Linked DNA regions of Sus scrofa: region 1 is linked to region 2. The links are chromatin contacts, called in public Hi-C maps. All regions are on one chromosome and are shown on one strand. The core of a region is the stretch at or near the end of the contact, and the rest is flanking DNA. Distances in the headings are between cores, read along the strand shown. Region 1 overlaps LOC102159067. Region 2 has its middle 26 kb from the start of MEDAG.

The links. Hi-C and Micro-C count contacts between places; a contact is called where the count stands out from the background.
Region 1: a contact with region 2 is called in a Hi-C map of fetal skeletal muscle, with 2.3 times the contacts expected there. The contact joins two enhancer-like sites. A contact is called at or near these places in 11 of 47 Hi-C or Micro-C datasets (alveolar macrophages, embryonic fibroblasts, epiblast stem cells and 6 more) and 1 of 2 datasets of contacts at active chromatin or transcription factors (skeletal muscle).

The regions. Positions count from the first base shown.
Region 1 is chr11:7,644,735-7,647,964 of Sscrofa11.1, forward strand. All of the region lies in intron 9 of LOC102159067, which reads left to right. Among named protein-coding and RNA genes, the nearest start is that of TEX26, 75 kb to the left of the region's middle. Within about 2 kb of position 1,402, at least 16 of the 83 cell types and tissues checked have an H3K27ac peak or open chromatin away from gene starts, as enhancers often do. A contact at or near this core is called in fetal skeletal muscle and retroperitoneal adipose tissue, where this site is marked.
Region 2 is chr11:7,517,337-7,520,857 of Sscrofa11.1, forward strand. No RefSeq gene overlaps it. Among named protein-coding and RNA genes, the nearest start is that of MEDAG, 26 kb to the right of the region's middle. Within about 2 kb of position 1,690, at least 26 of the 83 cell types and tissues checked have an H3K27ac peak or open chromatin away from gene starts, as enhancers often do. A contact at or near this core is called in fetal skeletal muscle and retroperitoneal adipose tissue, where this site is marked.

The DNA.
Region 1 (3,230 bases), core at 152-2,651, 130 kb after region 2:
GAACTTCCATATGCTGCAGTTGCAGCAAAAAGAAAAAAAGAAAAAAAAAAAGCGGTACGTGGATGAGATTGGCATGGAGGTAATGCTATATTCCACCCCCCCACCCAGGACATCCCTGTTCATTTAAGTATTTCAGGCTGATTATAGGGTAGATGTAGTGCTGATAATTGGGAACTTCCAAGAGAGAAAAATGTTGGTGGAATAGCTTCGGTGTATCAGCCTAGAGAAGAACTCAAATTTTTCCATTTCTGTGTAGATCAGAAACCGCAGTAGCTGAAGTACTTCAGAGTTTTTCTTAAGCAAACTGTAGTTTTCCGTGGAATGTCACAGGAAGTGCTGCTGGTGATTCATCAGGTTAAACTTTTCCTCCTTAGCAAAAAATGAAGCTGCTGTCCAGTGTGGAGGTCCAGTGTGGAGGTCCAGAGAGTTCTGGGGTGGAGGGGTAGGGGAAGGGGAAGTGGGGAGGAGGAAGCAGCCTTGTTTACTGACCAGTCAGAACATTCCAGCTGTGACCTTGAATGGCTTCTCAGAACACAGTGAAAGCTTCAACCCATGGAAACTTTCAATCCAATAATAAAAATTAAATAGGCTTGGGAGTTCCTGTTGTGGCTCAGCGGGTTACCAACCCAACTATTATCCATGAGGATCTGGTTCCAACCCTGGCCTTCCTCAGTAGGTTATGGATCCTGAATTGCTGTGAGCTGTGGTGGAGGTCACAGAAGAGGCTCGTATCCCATGTTGCTGTGGCTGTGGTGTGGGCCAGCGCCTACAGCTTGGATTAGACCCATAGCCTGGGGACTTCCATATGCTGCAGGTTTGGCCCTAAAAAGCAATAAAAAGAAGAAGAAGTAGGCTTGGGGTATAACTCATTGGAGAAAAATAGGTCAATAGAACTGCCTCCCTATAAGTCCCCATTCCAGCCCAGTGAAGCTCTGTGGCTGCCTGTTGCATGAAAGTTGGGCAAAACGCTCATCAAGTGCCTGAGCTAGTTTAAGTCAGTCAGTCAGCATGTCTCATAGACCTCGAGGCCCCAGAACTGAGTGGTCCTCTGTCTACCCCTGGCCTCCTCAGCCAGCATCTTTGAGCTGTCATCTCTAAAGAGCTACTAGGGCCAGGACTGAATTAAATGCTAGGGACAGGAATAAGGAAAAACAGAGTGGAGTTGTAGGCAGAAGCTAAGAGTATTCTTTCGTCCATCTTGGAAATTTGACAACCTAACTAGAAAAATCAAGACAAAATACATGGGAAAAGTTTTAAAAGTGCATATAAAGAAGGCAAATAGAACACAACCAATATTTCTGCTTTCTGACCTCATCCCAGTGCTTCCTCCTACTAAGAGCACCTTCCCTCGTACACAAGGGAGGTGGGGGAAGTGATACAGCAAGCAGACCTGCACAGGGAGAGCCCCATCCAGCTGGCTGTCATTCAGCTGAGACGCTGGCTTTCCTTGAGGCTGCACGCACGCCATGCTGCCGCATCCTCTCCAGCTGATCTCCGGCCAAGCGGCCTCATTGGTGGTACCGAGCATGTTTTATGTAAGAGTTTCAAAGCTGCTGCTGCTGCTGCTGCTGCTGCTGCTTCTGCAGTAACTATAACCTGGCCTTTCATGTCTCGGTCTAGACAGATGCAGGATTGAATAAAGAATCCCTCCAAGCCCTGTGTCACATTGGCCATCTGGAACGTAGCCGGCCACTCATTTAGCAAATCGCTCTTTTTAAATGCAGCTGCTGTGTCTCAGCGTTTTTGCTACCAAGACAGATCGCATGATTCTTCTGCCTTCGTTTATCTAAGCCGTTCCTCTCAATCTGCCCAGGAACTTAAAAAGGCTGTTAATGCATGACAAGGCACTTGACCCGCGTGATTTCCAAGCCCAGGAGGAGCATTCATCTTGCGCTGGGCTGTCCTTTCCTCAAAAGCAAGGGCACCTTGCCTGTGCTCCCTGTCTTAATGAAAGCCGCCTTTATTAAGAATCCCATTAAGCTCCGCAGTGCTCAGCTATCCAGCACTGTAAATATTACCCTTTAGAAATGCATCCAGAGGCCCGGAGCAGGCAGCTGGCCCGGCAGCAAGTCGGGAGGTGACCTCAGACCTCTGATCTCCATGGACAGAAGGGTGTTGTTTGACAGCTTGGTGCCTCTCTCCTTTTGGAAAGATGGATTGCAATCATTAGCAGATAATGTCAACAAAGCCCCTGAGATGATTTGAATTAGAGTTGGAAGCAAAATGATTTCAGACTAGCAATGAGTGCTCAGGTGTTTTTGTTTTTGTTTTTGTTTTTACCTTGGTTTTTTTTTTTTTTTCCAAAGGACAAGAAAAAAGGGGACCACCCAGGCTAAGCAGTTTATTGTCAGGATGTCACTGGTCGCTGCGGCCTGTCCTGATTATCATCTGCTATTTATCAGGCAAATAATCCTGGAGTGACCACTGGTTTCATCATCTACTTAACTCAATTGGGGTCATAGTATCTTAAATCTGGAAGTCAGAAGCAAAAGAAGTGAGTGTTTATTAAATAAAGACCATATGCTCTGCCCTTAGCTACACCCACTGGAAAAGAAAAAAAAAAATAGTAAAAATGATCTTTGCCATTGAATTCTGTAGGAGACAAAAAGAAACAGAGTATTTAAAATGTAGCAGAGGGCAGTTATCAGACTTCCTGGGTTCAAATCCCAGATGCAGTTTTGGGCACATTTACCTTTTGAAACTCAGTTTTCTCATCTGCAAAACGAGGTGAACGTTTATCTCTTGGAGTTATTTTCAAGAGAGAGTGAATCAATTTTGTCCACTGTAAGAATTCAGCAAACCCTACTAATGGTAGTCAAAGGAAGCACATTCTTGACTATGAGGGGATTCGCAGAGGGAATACAGAACATTTTGGACTGGGGAAAGCAAGGCAGTCTTTATGACTTAGCTAGACCCTGAAGGAAATCTAAACTCTGGGTAGAGGAAGGGAGCTGATGTGAGCAAGAGAGATGGGGGCAGAGTAGGAGTGGGGCAGCTGAGTGGACCAGAGGGAAGAGCTCCCATTTGGGGCGTAGGCGTGGAAAGGTCGAGGGGCCCCACTGATGAAGGATCTTGAAATCCAGCTAAAGGGTTTTTACCTGATCTAACTGGAAGCAGGGAACCACCGTGATTTCTTTAGCAGGAAAGCAGCAGAAGAAGGGCCGTGGGTGAGGTTAGAAAGATTTGCCTGATGCCAGGGAATGGGGTGGTTAGCTGGAGAAATCGGGGCT
Region 2 (3,521 bases), core at 440-2,939:
GGTGCCTGTGAATGAGCCCACTGGACAGAGATCCAGGGCAGAGCCACATGTCAGGGACATGCCACCAGGGGCAGCCGCATCCATGGAGGTCCCTGCCCTTCCCGGGCTGCAGGGAAGCCCCAGCTGGGGAGGCTCCCTACCTGGCATCTGTTCTTCCCTCCCTGTGGCTCCCTTTGAACTTGAACCCTGTACAGCCAGACCCACAGTAAAAAGGAAGCAGGCGCAGCTAAGAAGGTCAGAGACAGGCTGATGGCTCTTCTTCATGGGCCCGCCTGGCACCTCTGGAGCTGCCGCCTTTGTTCTGTGCCTCCTGTCTCCCTCTTCCCACATAAAACTGCTCAGACCCACGTCAGCTCCTGGTTCCAACACGGAAAATATAGCAGCACACAATATGTTGTTTTGGCAGAAAGCTATGAATTTGAGTATGGAATGTCTGTCACGGGGGCCCATCCAATTAACTCACTTGTCGAGAAATCAGAATAAATAGTTGAGAAGAGGCGACTGCAGCTTCGCACAGACCTTTATTTCTTGCTTATTTTCCTGGTTGAGCAGGTGCAGTCACCAGGACATAGATTTAGGGTGCAGGAGGAAAGAATCCAGTCTTCCCCCGCCCCCCCGGCCTCCCCTTCCACGAAGAAACGGGGTCACTGCCGTGCATTTCCGACTCCGGAGTTCTGGGGAACTTCTGCTTAGGAGCGTGTCGTGGGGGCAACCCTGGCAGGTTCCCTGTGGTCTGACACAAAGCTTGGGCCTGACTCCAGAAGGTTCCCCCTTCTTAGGTTTTCCTCTGTGGCTGACGGGCTTGGCCACGCCCAGCGAACAGGGAAGGGGTCGGACAGCCCAGCCTGACACTTGTGCCCCAGGAAGCGGGGGTCCCAGGACAAGCCCCCAAAGGGAGGGCCCCGGGCTCTCGGGGAGCGCAGGGGCACTGCCTCGCCCCTACTGGGGAGCCGACGTGGGCCCCAGGGCAGCCTTTGCAAGACCTGCTCTACCGCGAGGCCCTTGAGAAAGAAGAACCCAGGGCACATGCGCGCCAATCACGTGGCTTTCCTTTGCGCTTTTTCCTGGGGCTCTCGGTCTTTACGGCCTTGCTAAGGTGGAGGTGAAGCCCAAGGCCATTCCGCATGGCACCTGCATCCCTAAGTTCGGAAGAAGCTGACGTGGGCCAGTTTCCTGCAACCGTAGGAGCAGCGAGGGACTGAATTTCCGTGGCCCACCAGGAGGCTTGGCCCGTCGCGCCCGCACGCCTTTCCCCAGTCCCGTGCTTCTGAAAGGCGCCCTCCCGGCCTCCGCGGGCCCCCATCCCTGCCCGCAGCCCCTGCGCTGCAACCTCCCAGTCATCAGCATTCACTCTCCGGTTCTGCTTCAGTGTTTTTCCAAGAGTGGTGCATAAGCCCCAGGCCAGGCAAGAGTACTTTTTGACCTTTGCTCTTGGAGGCAAGCGCTCCAAGTAATGAGGGCCGGGAAGAAGGAAAAGGCAGTGCTGAAGCCCAAATTCCATGTCCTGGGCGTCAGTCAGGAGTCAAAGGCCCCTTCTTCAAGGGCTGCAGACGAAGTTTGCCTTTGTGCTGCGGTGCTGCTTCCATTTCAAAGGCTCCATCAGCAAATTGCGTGAGTCATTCCTGGAACCTTCAGGAGTCTCCATGGTGACAGGGTTGAGTGGGCCGGAGGAGGGAAGCCAGCATTCACTGCACTCCCCAACTAGTTCCTCTTTTCTGATTTTTTTTTTCCGCTTTCAATAGAGACCATGGCTGAGGCTTTAGCTTTTTATTTTTCTAGCGAACCACAAAATGGGGCCTCCCTAAGCTCCTTTTCCATTTTGTCACAAAACATTTTATATAAATATGTATTCTTCTCTTTACCTGCCGTTGTTGAGGCCATTAAAAAAAACAAAACAAAAACTATGCATTTGTAGGTTTGAGGGTTTTTTGTTTTGTTTGTTTGTCCAGTATTTTGAGAAAAGATCTGATTTCCTGTTTGTATCAATGCAGAGCCTCTGTTACCTGGAACAGAGACGCCAGTAGCCTCAGCCCCAGAGGGTGGAACACCTTTCTAGCCCACCAGCCACACAGCAGAGGTTGACCAGAAGTCTGAAAATACTGTCCAATCAGGATTGGCAGAGACGTGGATGTTCCTATACTCCAGTGCTCTCAGTGCACAGAACAGTTTTCCTGTGATGCTCAGGGCAAAGCGCAGTACTCTGGGCCCGATAGGGAAGGAGTTAGGGAAGGAGCGTTGCCATCCCTGTCTTGGTCCCAAGAATCTGAGCAGGAATCTAGGGTTTTTGTTTTTGTTTTTGTTTTCCAAATAGAACTAAGTATTAAAATTTGTCCCCAGTGTAATGCGACTTGATCAATCTAAATATATTTGTATAATCTTGGGGGTACAGATCCTGTGGCATAGTGGTATGTCACCCAAATGCTCACGTCTGTGGGTGGCGATGAGTTTACAACACATGGTAATCTGAATTCTGCTGCCTCCAGTGTCCCCCAGCTGCAGCAGGACACACAGCCTCCCGAAGCCCTCCCCTGGCTCTGTTGTCTCCAGGGCCATGGCCTGAGCACTCTGCTCTGTAGGCACAGCCCCTCTCTCCACTGGTGGTGACTGAAGACCCAGTGTGCCGACCCTGGCAGGGCTCGGGGTGGGATGGGGGGTGGGGGTGGAAAAGGGCCTTATGTGCTCTGTTAGTCCCTGATGGGGACCCAAAGCAAGGATGCTCAGGCCTCCATGTACCAGTCCTCTCTCATCGCTTTCTGTCTCCTCCCATCGCCTCAGACCCAGCATTGGCTCCAGGAGCCCTGTCACATGGAAACCATGTCTTTGTAACCAGAATGCCTGTCACTAGAATTTCTCTGACAATGGGACTGTTCCAGTGGGTGTTGCTTGCTGAGTCTTGCTCAGGTTTCTTTCTCTTTTTCTAAATTAATTTTTAAAAATTAAATTATAGTTGATTTACTACGTTGTGCCAATTTCTGCTGTACAGCACAGTGACCCAGTCATATATATATATATTGTGTATATACACGCACACATATATATACACATTCTTTTTCTCACATTATCTTCCATCATGGTCTATCCCAAGAGACTGGATATAGTTGCCTGTGCTATACAGTAAGACCTCATTGCTTATCCATCCTAAGTGTAATAGTTTGCATCTACTAATTCCAAACTCCTAGTCCCTCCCACTCCCTCCCTCCTCCTTAACAACCACAAGTCTGTTCTCCATGTCTGTGAGTCTGTTTCTGTTCTGTAGATAGGTTCATTTGTGCCACATTTTAGATTCCATGTGGTATCATAGGGTATTTGTCTTTCTCTTTTTGACTTACTTCACTTTATATGAGAATATCTAGTTGCATCTATGTTGCCACAAGTGGCATTATTTTGTTATTTTTTATGGCTCAGTAGTATTCCATTGTGTATATGTACCACAACTTCTTAATCCATTCATCTGTCAGTGGACATTTAGGTTGTTTCCATGTCTTGGCTGTTGTGAATAGTGCTGCTATGAATATAGGGGT